Regions from separate parts of the Mus musculus genome. Here all the other regions are linked to region 1. A link is a contact called in public HiChIP or PLAC-seq, Micro-C and promoter capture Hi-C data. All regions are on one chromosome and are shown on one strand. Each heading gives the region's core, a stretch centred on a gene start, on an enhancer-like site or on the middle of the called end of the contact. The rest is flanking DNA. Distances are from core to core; before and after follow the strand shown.

Region 1 (3,578 bases), core at 577-3,076:
ACTGCTCAGAAGGACCGGGCAGCAAAACTTAAAATTCCTTTCCACTAATTTAAGACTGAACAACGCCCATGACTTTTTTCACAAGCTCCGGTATATTAAAGAAATCAAAATAAGCATGCCACTAACCATTAACGGGAGAGGCTGGCAAGCATATTTCTGTTCAAAGAAGCTTCACTTCTTGGAGAAAGTAATTCTCTCCACACCACCCCCACAGGAGGACAACAGCCTAATCCTGACAACTGTCTACAATAGGCAAGTAACAGAGGTCGTGGTTCTAAAACATAGGTGTCTACACACAAATAGAATATGTCTGCCTCATCTTTCTCTCCCAACAATAAGAGTCAGGACCAGCGCTGTGAACAGCATACCCCCAATAGGATCCACTAGACAAAGTGATTCATAAAAATGGTTACAGATCTGACCAGATAATGTTTCTGTCATATCCCTTAAAAAGAAGTATGGAAAAGGAGAGGGGTGAAAAAAAAAAAAAAAAAGAACCAGAGGTTCCCAGACCATCTTCCTCTGAAACATGAACCATGCTGGACCCGGGTGTCGCAGATAGATCCGGTAAAGGCAGGCTTCATTTACCTTCCATCCCAACAGATGATTCAGGAAGCCAGAGGAGAAGTAAACCTGAAGAATACTGTCCTGGGTAGGCGTGCCTCCATAAACCCCAGTGTCCCTGTCCTTGGCACTTCCCGGTTCCTTTTACCACCCGCGCTGGTTGGAGGAGTGTGAAAAATGGCACAGGCGGGTGGATCGTTTGGCAATGTGTTCAACCCTAAGCCTGACACCAATGAGGGTCACCCGACCAGCTTGTCTCAAGAAGAGAAAAGAGCGAGCAAGAACTGGCTCTCTGGCGGGCCTCCTCTACCAAACTGAGACCTTCAAGGGCCGCCTGCCTGCCAGGCTGGCATGAGTGCCCGCCCCCAGGAACAGCAAACTGCCCAGCCGGCGGCCGCCTAGGCACACACAGAAAAACCGTGGGAGAGAAGCTGGGCTCCTCCCTCGGGGCCGCTGGAGTCCTCCCCTCTATCGTGCTTGGAGGATCTGACCCTAAACCTCTTCCAAGGTCCCCAAACTTCACTAACAAACCAAGCACCTGTTCCCTTCACCTCCTGCGCAGCAGATTCGCCCAAGCCCATCCTTATCCCTGATGCGCTTTCTTGCAGCTCCTTAGATACCCCAAACACCCCAGGTCCCAGGGCGTCCCACTCTCTTTCTCTCTGGTGGACTCATCCAGGACCAGTCCAGACACAGGCTCCTACACGCTCTCTGTCCTCCTCCCAGAAGTTTCCCCTGGGTCCACCAGGGTCCCCAAGGAAGAGACTCCAGTCCCTTGCTGATGTCGGGCCTCCTCCCTCCTCTCCGGAGCCGGCTACGCGGGTGCCGTTAACGGCCGCCGAGCTCACCTCGGTTCACCAAGCGCAGGGCGTGCGTGAAGGAGGGGTCCAGAGAGTCCTTCTCCGCCATCAGCTCCGGCAGGTACTTCTCCTCCATGCTCGCCGGCCGCCGGGCCCGCTTCTCCGCCCCGCGGCGCGCGCGCGCCAGCCGCCCCGCAGCCCGAGCCGCCCGCCCCCGGCGGCGCGGACCCCGCCAGGCGCCTCGGCGGCTAAGCCGGGCGGGCGGCCGGGCGGCGGCGGCGGCTCGGGGCGGGCGGCGGCCGCTCAGCCCGGCCCCGTGGAGCCCCAGATCACCGCGCTGCGGGCCGCGGGCTGCAAGGCGGCGGGATGAGCGAAGAGAGCGGGCTGGAAAGCCGAGGAGCGCTGGCCAGTCTTGCTCGCCGGCTGCGACGATGCCTTGCTCTGCCACGACCCGCCCCGCGCGCCACCCCGCGCGCTCTGAGCCGCCGCGCAGTGCCCCGCGCCCTCCCCGCCCCGCCCGCCGCGCCTGCGCGCTATGCTGACCGCCCGGCGCGCGCCGCCTCGTGGGGGCACTGGGACTGCGCGGGCCCGCAGCGGGGACATTGTAGGGGCGCTTCCGGTCCCTAGATCAGGGGTCTCCATCCAGGGCTCCCCGATGAGCGTCTGTAAGCTGTCCAGCATTGCCTTGTATGTGCAGTCTGGGAAACTGAGGCTCATGGGTCAAGTGGCGCGTCCAAGGTCACCCGTCCTAGCCAGAAGGGACAAGGGCAGAGCCTTTGGAGCCCAGGTTCATACTGCCAGGCTCTGGGAACAGGCAGTGCGACCAGACTCCTGGTTTGCCAAAGCACCACGAACTTGCCCAACTTAGGTCGCTTTGCTGTCCGCTGCTATTTGTACGAAAATACCGCCGGGCAGGACTTAAAACGCCAGCCTCCTGAGACCCTTGGCGCAGAAGTCGGTTACATAAAAGCGCCTGCCCTTCAGACTGTCTTTGTCTTCCGAGACTTGCTCCGTGTTGCCCTTCTCCTTATATGGTGGTGTCTGGACGTGGATGAATGAGTCTCTCTAAACTGTCTCCAGTAGGGAACCTACCACACCACGCATGGTGGTGATGTCTTCTGTCGCCCTCCGACAGGCAACCAGACCCCAGCAAATGCTCTCCTAGGCTCCTTTTAGATCCTCTGAGGTGTGTGGAATAAATGTCTCACACTAGACCAAGGACTCCTGAGTCCCTGTTCAGAGGATATCATAACCCCAACCTCGATAACCAGAGTCCCTTGACAGTGCTCAAGACTTCCCTAGAAAAACCTTAATTGCTTCGTTTTTTTCCTCTCCCTGTACTCTAAAGCCCTTCACAGAACTACAACTCCGCTTTCACTAGCCTAGGGCTATCTTGGGGAACAGCAAATTTTGTCTGAGGGAGAGGTCTCTAACACCTGTTGTCAGGGACGGATGTGGAGAGAGCGCCAGAACAGTGTGCTGAAGGAATCCCCCAAGCACCTGATCCCTTTTCCAGCCTTGTGTGGACTTGGTTGCAGGTTAGGTACTACTGTAGCGTCCCCGACAACAACCTCCCCCTTGTCTCTCTTTAGTCAGAACTGGCAAGTGGCAGTAAAATACAGTGGTTAACTAGTTCTGACCTTTTAGCAAACTTAGGTCATTTGTGCCTCAGTCTCTTCATCTATCCTATGGAGATGAGAAAAGATTATTTCTTAGGAACCTCATAAGGATGTACTATTTCACAATCACCAGGCACAAAATGAAAGCCAGACTGTTCTGTGGCAGTCTCCCTCGCATGGCTGCTTTCTGAGGCAGAAGCTTCGAAAGGCAGCAGGCAACACCATCTGTGTGCTCCTTGATGCTGAAGACAGAGCACAACCCCAGCAGAGCAAGCTCATAAGGGTAGATCCTGCTTCTGACCCTGAGCCCCATGCCGGTCTGGCCATGCAGTGTGGCCCAAGTCTGAGCCTCACATCTGGCCCCCCAAGAACTATGTTATGTCAGCAGTCCCTGACATAACATAGTTCTTGGGGGGCCAGATGTGAGGCAGTTGGGGAGTTCTTAAGGGAAGGTTTTTCTCCCTTTACATCTAAATAGAAGCACATGCCTCTTGCTCTAGTCTCCCTAGACTTGAATTCCAGGGATCCTCTGACAAACACTACTGAGGAGAAGAGGCAGGCAGAGTGCCTGGTGAAACAGCGCTCCCTGCCCCGT
Region 2 (3,578 bases), core at 732-3,231, 690 kb before region 1:
TAATATTTTAAAATGACACTTCAGAAAGGGATGGGAAAATAGTGATTATTGTTCTGTTTATTAGCCATATGGGATGTTGGTATAAAGTCACTCTGCCTACTACTTACCTGCAAAGAACCTGAGAAACACAGTTAATCTACCAAGAAGTGAGAGTGAACCTACTGATCAAATAATATGTTCTACCTCAAAATTGAGGGTCCCTGACATAAATAGAAAACGGTCCATTCTTCGAACAGACAATAAAATTAAAAGAAATAAAATAAATATATTGATGTTATCTGTTGTCTTGAGGCCCATTGTCAACTTAATGGTATGAGTTTGAATATGAATTTAATTGTTTTTTACAGGGCTGCTGAGATGGCCCGGTGGGTAATGTTACTTACTGCCAAGTCTGACAGTCTAAATTCAATCCCTGGGATCCACATGGTGGAAGGAAAGAACAAGTTGTCCTCTGACCTCCACATGTATACATGTGCAAATGTCTTCCTTCACACAAACACACAAAAGTAAACAACTATCCTTTTTTTTTTCTCTTCTAGACATTAGTTGGCTGTAAATTTTATTCACTTTATTTATTTAGGCACTATGCATTGAATATGTTGAATGTGTGTGTGTGTGTGTGTGTGTGTGTGTGTGGCTTTGATGGTAAATTGCATCTTCAACAATAAATTAGGCCATCTATTCTATTTAAATCCTTGTCCAATCATGTATGGCCTACACACATGGTAAAACATCACTGCAGAACTGTGGTTCCCAATCTGGATGGCATTAGAAATGACTAGGACATTTTTGGCCATCTCTAGTTGAAAGAGGATGACTACTGTCTCATGGATACAAGGTAGGATGGCTTTTAATTCCTCTACCATATTAGCAAAGAGTACCTGGATTAACTACTAGCAGTAAGAAAACTGATCATCTTCAGCGTATGGGAAATAAAGATTGGTCCATGGACTCACGAGTTCACATAGGACAAACAGTGATGGTACATCCTGTTACATGATCACTGATGCCAACATGATAGGCAGAGTGAGCTCCCACAGTGCCTGTAGCATAGGTGACCCTGTTCACCTCCCTGAAAATTAGGCTTTTCACCTCTGAAGTAAGAGTTAGAGCAGCTCACAGGCATGCATGGACTGTTAATGGGGCTGTAATGGGATGTTAAAATGGTACTCTTCATGCTTCATGGAGCATGAACTCAACAGATGCTACATTCCAAATTGAGTTGGAAACAGAATACCTTAGGCACTGGGGACGTTTGTGTCACACATGAGGATGAAGAAAGTGAAGGTATCACCCAGATGGACTCTGCACTGGGGTTTTAAAAGGATCTTCGGGATGATCTGATTTCAGATGGTCCTAGCCTGACTAGTGACAACCTTCATTTTTGACCTTCTTTTGTTTCATCACTACAACACTGTGTAGTCCAGGCTATTTGGCCTATAAGTTTTGAGGGGTTCTCCAGTTTCACTCTACCATCTCCCCATAGGACGAACAGGGATTGCAGACCTGCACTTCTGCTCTCAGGTTTATGTGGCTTCTGGAGACTTGAGCTCAGATCTTTACATATACATCTTATGTGTTTTACTCTCTGCTCTATGCTCCCTTGCCTAGATTTGCTGTTGATATATATCTGTAAAGTTGACTAAGACATAACATGCAAGTTGGACCTATCCTAAGAAAATAAGAGCAACTTCAGATTGCAATTACAGAGTCATAATGGTCTTTCTAGGAGACTACCAAATGCAGATGGATTAAGGATGATATCAAGTTGGATAGTAGCCTGTGGCCATTTCTAAGAGAACGATTTAGGGAGATTAAGATCAGCACCTATAACTGTGGGATGTTTTTATTAAGGTGGAGCCTTGAGATATTCAAGAAGACACAAACAAGGAAGTACCCCATGCGAATAGCAATAGTACTTCAGCCAGGAGCTTCCAGGGTCTTAGCAAAACACTTCATCTGAAAGGGTAAGGCAGTCTCTTTATGAGGAACAAAAACCTCAGGACAACACCAAAGTAGTCCTCGTCAGAGTGTCACCTTCTCACTGGCCCCTGCTTGGTGAGATCAAAGTATTTTATGAGTTTGGATCAAGACATGCCAAGTAGGAAACATTCAACACCCCCAGTGCTACATTCCAACACTGTACATCTTCTCAGGCAGCGAGCCTACTATGTGCAGCGAGCCTACTATGTGACAGTGAGCACATGGGTGCATCAATAATGCTGCCGGTACAAAGCTATTTTCACTCTTCACTTCATTCGTGGACAAAACTCAGAATTAGAAAAAGAAGAAGAAGAAAAAGAAAAATCTAACTTGAACAAAAGCTAAAAATAACTAAACTTCCTGTCTCCAGAGATTAGACTGTGGGGTCTGAGTGAACCCCAGTAAGAGTTCAGCTTTTCACAACTTCCTGTCAGTGATCTGGGTATCTTTATCTTCTAGCCACAAACTGTGCTTGAATTTGCCGTTTAAAAGAGGTGAGGAAGTCAGGAAAACTGTGTTTCCATCCAAGGGCAAAGCAAAAATACTGGCATTAAAATGGGTTTTAAAAGTAATGATGAGCTAAAATAAAGTTGTTTTAGCAAATTCAACATCTGTCTGATCTAAGATGTAAAGTAAAATTATTTCTGTCACCCCTGACTCATGTTTGTGGATTTTAGTCTCCTTAGCACTCACTTTGTGCCAAGTGCCTTGTTCACACTTAATGAACAACTACATGCCTTAGTGAAGTGATGGTGTTAATGTTGATGCTGATGGCAGGGACATTTGCAAAGTCCTAATTTCTTGGCTAATAATGTTAAAAGTGAACATCATTTGGAAAAACTACATTTAAAATTTATTTGCATGTAAAAAGAGCAAGCATCCATGCAACATCAATTTTTCATCTCAGTAGAATTATCAACCAAGTGGTTGAATGAAGAGGATTTCATCTTTGCATCACTAAGGGGAAAGCCAGCTAGGAGGCACTGTAGGACTCTAAGGAATACACTATGTCCTCTAATAGCTACAGTTTAGTTATAACTCTCAGATTAATTATAACATTTCAAGGTTTAAAGCAAAAGAGATTCTGGAGTTATGTGAGTAGGACTCTATAGACTGCCAAGTCAACAAAAACTTAGCAAGTGCATAGGACACTGGTCAATTGGGTGACTTGGATAAGGCATTTTATGTGACCAAAATGACATTGAGTAAGTCACCTATTTACATGCAGTTCCACATTCTTGGAATAACCAAACATTCTCACACAGAACACTCAGAGTGTCACCTCCTGCGACCTAGTGACAGCAGAAAACCTGTGGACTCAGATGTCCCAATTGGATCATGGATGCCCCTTGGCTGAAATTTCCACTTACTGATTTCTTCCCATACAATACTTGCTGAGAATCCACAGTCTGCCAATCCCAAACTTCCAGAAGTTGTCTCTCCCCTTCTCCAATGGCAGGACTTTAGTGGATTTTTATACCATGTTTGAGGTGCTTCTGAAACTGGTGGGGTGCACCATAAGCAATGCCATCTTTCCAGAAAACAAAGTTGGAGCTTCTATTTATGAAATTGGGAGTGTTTCCATGCTTTCCTCC
Region 3 (3,578 bases), core at 493-2,992, 650 kb before region 1:
TAAGAGTCATAGTTGCCTATGGGTATAAACTAGATATCTAGAAGCCAATTTGGGATTGGGTCAAGTTAACTAATGTGGAAATGCTAATTCCATGGTCTGCTTCCTTCAGTGTGTGGGAGTTGGTGCTTCTGGATATCATGGCTGCTCAAATTTCAGGATGCAGAAATGGCCTGGAGGACAGAAAGGCAGGAGCAACAAGCAAGGATTCCTTCTGCATGATGGGTCTTGGCAGAGTTGTTATTAGGATGTGGACCATGCAAACCTAGAGCTACTTACGATATACCATAGACTTAACAAAAAAATTACAACCAAAAAGGAGGTGCAAGATCAAGAACACAGAGGCCAGGTTTTAAGTCTAGAACCTGATTGCTCCATACCATCCCCATTTGTAAAAGACAGATACATAAATATGAAGAAAAAGAGAGAGAAAGAGAGAGAGAGAGACAGACAGAGACAGAGAGGGAAAAGAAAGAAAAAGAAGAAAAGAAAAGAGAAAAGAAAAGAAAGACAAAGAAGTTAAAAAATGCATTAAACTTACATTTATTCATTCTTGTATTTTTGTCTAGCAACTAAGTGAAACCCAGTCAATTGTTCTGGGTAGTTTATTTTCATATTCACTGTTGGTCAACACTTAAATACCCATCCCCTGAACAAACTTTCATGATATAACTCATCTAAGCACAGATACATGTCTCAGATTCTAAAAAGCACAGTGTTAGGGTTTTTTTGTTTGTTTGTTTTATTTTGTTTTTTTCTTGAATGTCATTGGCCATACCTCATTGCCACACAGTTTTCTCATGGTACTTTCCCACTGCCCAATAAACCAAGGTCACAGGAGGACGCACGACTGAAATAATAGCATGCCAAGAGCCTCTAGTATCAATAGACAGCATTTAGGTAAGAATATATGTAAACTTGTTCTCACATGTTCAGAAGGACTGTGGAATAAAAGCAGAGCTTACTATGAGAGCAAAACTTTCTGGGTTTGGATCATCAGCATCCATGTAAAAGCTGTGTGTGGCAGTATCGTTTGCACTGAGCAGGTGGATGCTGAGACTCAGAAATGCTCCATTATAGCTGAAAAAGTGAACTTCTGCTGCAGTGAGAGTTCCTTCTTCAAAATAATTTGGGAGAGAAAATAAGGGATAGCATTTCCATCAATCTCTGGGCTCCATCAGCAAGCATGCATACATGTATGCATACATGTATGCATATATATGTACACACATACATATGTACAGCCACCCAGAAAAAAAAAGGAGAAAAAAAGGCAAAGGAAAAGAAAGAGGGAGAAATGAGAGTGAGAGGAAGGAAAGGAGAAAGAATGGAAGAAGGGAGGGAGGGAGGGAGGGAGGGAGGGAGGGAGGGAGGGAGGGAGGAAGGAAGGAAGGAAGGAAGGAAGGAAGGAAGGAAGGAAGGAAGGGAAGAAAGGAAGGAGAGGGAGAAAGGGAGAGAGAGAGAAAAAGGTAGAGAGGATGGAAGGAAAAGAAATCGCTGTCTTACATTGTGCACATACAAAGAACGTGTTCTAAATCCTTGTGAAAATGTCAGATTAGTAGTATTTCAACAGAATTGGACAAATTCTCTTGGGCCTGTCCAATAAAAACAAAGGAACAATATAATAACCCTCTCTTTTCAGCTTCATTAAGTAGGGAATTGGAGGTAAAACTAGAAGCTAGACAGCACTAGGGAATTTGATACATGTCTTTTAAAGGACTTTAAGAGAACAATTATGTAGACAGGGTTCTGCAGTTAAAATGAATCTTAATTGAATCAGTCTGGAAAGAGAAGCTTGGATTCTATTAAAGGGAAAGTTTAAGGGATTCTTCATAATCAACTGAGTTAATTCAAAACATTCACAGTCCATAGTGCAGGGACTAAATTGAGAAGACAGAGAACAGGTCAGTAAGATGATTCCCTTTATTATAACATCTGTTCAACAAAGTCAGTTCTTCTTTCCTCGATGGGCAACATTGCAGAAGCAAATGGAAAGTGGAAAGGGAGGCTAAAAATTGAAACCTGTAAAATCAGTGAATGTCATATGGGATGTCCAATCCCATGAGGTCAGTCCTGGACACATGGATGTATGAGTACAAAACTAAATGCACTCAGTATGTTATATGTGTATGTCTATGCATATACATGCAACAATAATTTAAAAGGAGATCATGGATTTGGTAGATGTTGGTGGTGGGGAAGCAGAAAGGCGGAAGTGATATAGCTGCTGTGCTCATGTATTGAATTTTCAAAAATTATGCAACTATTTTTAAAAATGTACAAATTAACAAATGGTTAATTTAGATTGGAGCATTCATAGTTATGTTAACAGATATAGTCACGATGGAAATGATAAAAACATAAAGGCCTTTCCTAAGGACAACATAATTTACTCATTACTAGGCACTGTGGGAAAAGAGGATCGGAGCACTAGACAATGTAAAGAACTAAGCATTACTGAAGTCAGTCTATGGAGATTCCCCAGAGTAGAAACTGTCTTGGCTATTGCCATGTTTACAACACTCAACAGCAGCAAAAACTGATTCAGTGGTATACATGGTACTATTTTTCTAGATCACAGCAAACGAATCAGAAGTGTTACTCTAATCTATAACATGCATGAAGGTTATTATCTACTACTGTATTAATTTCTTTCTCATTGCTGTAGCTAAATACATGACAAGAAGGGACTGAAAGGAAGAAGGGTTTATTTTAATTCCCAGTGTGAAGTAATACAATTTGAGGTGAATCATCAGGGCAAGACAAAATGGAAAGAGGATGAAGCAGCTGGTCATATTGTTTTCACAGCCAGAAATCAAATGGTAGTGAATGGGGTTTTCTACTTAATGACTTCCTCAGATTCAGTTCAGTGTTCTAGCCCATTGGAAGGTATTACTTACATCACTGGTTAGTAATCTCTCTATAGGTAAACCTTACAAGAATCCTTTGCCTTTACACACACACACACACACACACACACACACACACACACACACACACACACACATTGGGAGAGAGAGCAAGAGTGCTAGCAAGAGAGAGAGGGGGAGGGTTTCTACAGTGACTCTAAATCTAGTCAAGTTTACAATGGAGATTAACTTTCATGGCTTCCAAGCTGACTGAAATAAGTTAGAGGATAAATAAATGGATAGAATATTTTGCCTATATTGACAAGAGTAGAACATGTCCCTCAATTGTGGATATACACAATTATATAGAAGGTTAAAAACCCACTAGGAGTGAGAAATAAGAGGTTTCTGTACAAAGTCAAGACTGTTAAATGTTCGATTCTAATCCAGAAGAGTATTGAGTGGTTGAGTAGCTCCCTTGTAAGTGGGTCAACCACACTGTAAAGTCAAATATTCCACAGGAAGTAAAATGGCTGTATCTCCATGGGAGCATACCAGTGCAAAGCTACTGTGGACATATTTTGTAGTCAGTTAATTTTTGTTTTTCTAGGTCACATATTTAAGAAAGGGTGCTAAGACTGGAACCAAATGCCAAGTGCCAAACAAATGTTCTACCACTAAAATGCATTTCCTGTTAGTACTGTATTGGACTCATTTATTACAAAATTATAA
Region 4 (3,578 bases), core at 711-3,210, 560 kb after region 1:
TGAACATAAGTGCTCTCTTTCCAGGAGCAACACCCCTGACAGACCCTGGGCATTTCGTCTACTGTCTGCCTCACCCTTAACAACATCTGAAAAATCCTAGGTTCACAAAAGTAGACAATTTTCATTGGTCTCCTCATTTCTTGTTCTGCCTAGCAACTTGTTACTGTCAGCACTTAATTCTACTGCACAGGAGTAACCTTGAAGTTTCAGCTACTTTTGAGAGTAGTCCAACGCGTGTAAGATATCTTAAGTTCTCATATGCCAGAGTTGGTCAACTCTGCTTCTAAGAACCTTATAGGCAGGGAGCCTAGCCAGCAGTTTGCTAGGTGGCTGCTTAAGTCGTCCTGTGTGTGATATGAAAAAGAGGTAGGGTATAGCCAAATTGAAATGGACATGCTTCCTTCCTGTATGGCTTTTCAGGCCAAGGAAGAAGGCCGATGACCTAAGTTTAAAGAAATAGGTATTATGTGATACACTGGACCAAACATGGATGTTCAGTGTGGACTTTTGCAGATGGCAGAACATGAAGCCTGTGAAGAACTGTGTCCAAAGAGAGGTATGCCAGCAGCTCTGGAAAAGAGACTGATACATTCCAACTGAGTAATTCCAGCAACCTTTTGGGAATTTAGAAGGGCCACATAAATACTACTAGTTTTGGAAGAAAGTAGAGAACTCAAGAGTGTATCTGCGGAGCTTGGGTCACATTCTCTATCAAGGCCAGGCTTAGATTTGAGGTTCAAAAGCAGAAACAGCAACAGTAGAAATAGTCCTGCAATAGCCAAGAGACTCTGGGAGGCAGACTGTAATTAAGGGGTAACTTAAAAAGAGTTTCAATCAGAGGTTTGAGGACTGAGGAGGTAACCAGCTAGTCTGAAATCTAAGGAGCCTGCCTTCCCCAGATCTGGTCATTGCATGCCTGCAGGTTGGACAACAAACTTCTTTCCCACTTGACCACTGGAAAATGCCGGTTAGCTAAATTACCTTTTCTTCATATACCTACACATTTGAAGAGCACCTTTAAAGAAAACGTGCAGTAAATTAACACCGGTTGAGGAATCAGAGGAAAGGGCAATTTTGTTGATTTTTTTGTGGGTGGTACAGAACCGTTCTCCTCAAATAACTTAAGGGTCCAGCCCTTTAAGTTGAGCATTCTAAACCTCTGCGGGAACGAGACAGCATGAGATTGAGAAGTGATTCCATAGTCACAGGGGAAGATCTTTAACGGGAAAGAGTGTTCCCTGCAAATTTTTATTCTCCTCTTCCTAAAAGGTGGCTTCATAAGCCACAGGACCCTTGAACTTTAAAGGCTATGACAGTAATCCACTGTGATCATTTAATGTCACTCCAGGGAAGGTGGCCGATGCTTTTTTATCCTAACACACACTGCTCTTGAGTTCTAGGCTAGCCTGGTGGTCTACATTATTGAGTTCCAGGACAAAGAGGGCTCCATAGTGAGACTCTGTCTCAGAAAACCACGAGTCCCTTGTACCCACTTGCAAAATTCTTAGGCCATGTACTCCACAATAGCAGCTAGATGTTTAGTGTTTACCACGCACCAGGGAAGTCATTACGCAAGTTCTCTCTTTTAGTACTAACGATCATCTTGTGACAGATTTTCTTAGTATCCCCCCCACCCCTTTTTTCTTTTTTTTTGGCTGGGACATTCAGTTCAGAGTGTTTAACGTGCATGCCCATGATCACACAAGGAGGTGGGAAGAAGTAAACCGTTCTAAGCAGCCACGCGGTCCCAGTTCGACACGCTCTGACCTGTCCCCAATGTCCAGCCTCTTTCTGCTACTCTCTGAACGTCCTCCTTCACCTCGCCCAACTCGGGCTCACACGCCCCCTTTCCCCAGACATGCTCAGTGATGGAGGGAGAGTTTTCGCACTACCTCAGGATATTTTTCACGCAACCTAGCAACCAAGGGCGCCCGCCCCTAGCACCTCCTCTCCATATTGGCCCAATTCCGGGGGACCGCAAGGAGAAGGAGGAGTTTCCTGGACGCCTCGTTACCGCCCAGCGCCCCCCGCGCTGCGGGTGCGTGCGCACGCGCGCTCAGTGAGCACGTGAGCCCCGCCTCTTAACGTGCCGAGGGGGGCGGGTACAGGAAGCGGGAAGAGAGGGGTGGAGGCTGCCGTTGCCATGGCAGTGACGTCAGGCGTCGGGGAACGAACCCGGCCCCTTCCCACTCACACACACGCGCGCGCGCGCGCACACCCAGAGCCATGCACACGCGCGCGCGCACGGCCGCTCTCCTCAGACACACTGGAGGGAAAGGTCAAACTAAAGGCGAACGAACGGAGAGAACGCAGCGAGCGGCCGCCGCGCCGTGCGCCATGACGGACGCGGCCGGGCCGGCTTCCCAGCGGCCGCCGCCCGCGCCCCTCGCCCGCGCGTGCTCGCGACCCCCTCCCCGGCCGCGACGGGCGCGCGACGGGCGCGAGGCGCGCGCGGGCGGGCGGGCGGGAGGTGGACTCAGCCGGGCGGGCGGGCGGGCGGGCGACGGGCGGCGGCCTCTCGTCGCGCGTCTCCGGCCTCGCGCGGTCGGTCGGCGAGAGCGGCCAGGTGAGTGCGACGGGCGCTGGGCGCGTGCGGTGCGGGGCGAGGCGCGGCCTGGGAGGCGCGGCTGACAGGCGCTCGGCCGGCGGGGGGCGGCGCCGCCCCTCGGGCTCGGCAGCGGCTCGGCCCCGCGGCCCTGGGGCAGGTGGGCCCCCGGGCGGCCGCAGCCGGGAGTCGCCGAGGCCACGGGAAGGGCTCGGGACACTTCGGAAACTCCGGCCCGCGGCGAGCTGCCCTCCCGTCCGGGCCGGCGAAGTGCATTTCCCCGCCAAAGTCGCGCGGAGCCAGGACCGGCGCTGGGGGGCTGAGGGCTGAGGGGCCGCAGCTCGGGGCCGGACCGGGTCGCAGACCCACGGACCCCGCCTTTGGGGGACCTGGCACGCCCGCTGGTCGTTGCCATGCCAGTGCCCAGTGTTTGTTGCTTGTGGTTATTTCAGGACGAATGGTTACCAAAAAGTTACTTGGAAGAGAGGGAACTGCTTGAATTGTCATGAGTTCTTTTCCTGTGTGTGCAGGAAATAGGTTAATCTCTCCCTCTCGCACGCCGGCCGACAACTGATTCTTGCCGGTTGCACTTTAAAAAATAAATGCAAACGCTCCGAAATGCGGTAGCGTCTGGGTGAAGTTTCAGGTGTCAGGCTCCACGTTTCACGGGAAGAAACGAGAAGACACCGGAGTACTTGATAGGCTCCGGCACCCCCAGCTTTGGGGCTGGTCCGAGCAGAGTTTAGTTTTGGCTGGCAAGGTTAAGTAATCACGTTGACCCAGTGCCACCCATCAGTGCACAGCTTCCCTCAGAGGAACTCGGGACTCTTCCAACCCAGGTCTTTTCGGACTGTCAGTCGCTAATCCGGACCTTCCTTTCTTCATGGATACATGTTTTGTTTTGTTTTGTTTTTTCTTTCTTTTTAGTTTTAGCAGGATCATAATGCGCGCATGGATCCTGCCTCCTTCTCAGACATTAAAGTGATTTTCCTACATGAACGGCTCTCCAGGAGATGACTTTGAGAATACCAGG

The links. Promoter capture Hi-C pulls out the DNA fragments that hold promoters and counts their contacts. HiChIP or PLAC-seq counts read pairs in DNA pulled down with a chosen protein or histone mark. Hi-C and Micro-C count contacts between places; a contact is called where the count stands out from the background.
Region 2: a contact with region 1 is called in a RAD21 HiChIP or PLAC-seq map of pro-B cells, with 4 times the contacts expected there. The contact joins the enhancer-like site here to the promoter of Khdrbs3 in region 1. A contact is called at or near these places in 10 of 39 promoter capture datasets (3T3-L1-derived adipocytes, embryonic stem cells, hippocampal neurons and 4 more), 1 of 15 datasets of contacts at CTCF or cohesin (pro-B cells), 8 of 115 datasets of contacts at active chromatin or transcription factors (craniofacial prominence, embryonic basal ganglia, embryonic forebrain and 5 more) and 1 of 9 other capture datasets (embryonic stem cells).
Region 3: a promoter capture Hi-C map of second pharyngeal arch cranial neural crest shows a contact between it and region 1, with 7 times the contacts expected there. The contact joins the enhancer-like site here to the promoter of Khdrbs3 in region 1. A contact is called at or near these places in 13 of 39 promoter capture datasets (the 3T3-L1 cell line, the C10 cell line, cranial neural crest and 9 more), 1 of 15 datasets of contacts at CTCF or cohesin (pro-B cells), 32 of 484 Hi-C or Micro-C datasets (the AML12 cell line, LSK cells, Sertoli cells and 17 more), 14 of 115 datasets of contacts at active chromatin or transcription factors (astrocytes, cardiomyocytes, craniofacial prominence and 10 more) and 1 of 9 other capture datasets (liver).
Region 4: a Micro-C map of embryonic stem cells shows a contact between it and region 1, with 6 times the contacts expected there. The contact joins the enhancer-like site here to the promoter of Khdrbs3 in region 1. A contact is called at or near these places in 4 of 39 promoter capture datasets (embryonic stem cells, hippocampal neurons and stem cell-derived epiblast-like cells), 5 of 484 Hi-C or Micro-C datasets (embryonic stem cells and uterus) and 2 of 115 datasets of contacts at active chromatin or transcription factors (astrocytes and embryonic stem cells).

Annotation. Positions count from the first base shown.
Region 1 is chr15:68,926,668-68,930,245 of GRCm38.p6, reverse strand. It overlaps Khdrbs3 (KH domain containing, RNA binding, signal transduction associated 3), which reads right to left and starts at 1,826. Exons shown (of 9, transcript NM_010158.2): 1 at 1,413-1,826. The coding sequence starts at 1,500.
Region 2 is chr15:69,613,069-69,616,646 of GRCm38.p6, reverse strand. No RefSeq gene overlaps it. Among named protein-coding and RNA genes, the nearest start is that of Gm23987, 71 kb to the left of the region's middle. Within about 2 kb of position 1,981, at least 12 of the 459 cell types and tissues checked have an H3K27ac peak or open chromatin away from gene starts, as enhancers often do. A contact at or near this core is called in pro-B cells, where this site is marked.
Region 3 is chr15:69,577,750-69,581,327 of GRCm38.p6, reverse strand. No RefSeq gene overlaps it. Among named protein-coding and RNA genes, the nearest start is that of Gm23987, 110 kb to the left of the region's middle. Within about 2 kb of position 1,742, at least 4 of the 459 cell types and tissues checked have an H3K27ac peak or open chromatin away from gene starts, as enhancers often do. A contact at or near this core is called in craniofacial prominence and second pharyngeal arch cranial neural crest, where this site is marked.
Region 4 is chr15:68,361,858-68,365,435 of GRCm38.p6, reverse strand. No RefSeq gene overlaps it. Among named protein-coding and RNA genes, the nearest start is that of Mir30d, 22 kb to the right of the region's middle. Within about 2 kb of position 1,960, at least 408 of the 459 cell types and tissues checked have an H3K27ac peak or open chromatin away from gene starts, as enhancers often do. A contact at or near this core is called in astrocytes, embryonic stem cells and uterus, where this site is marked.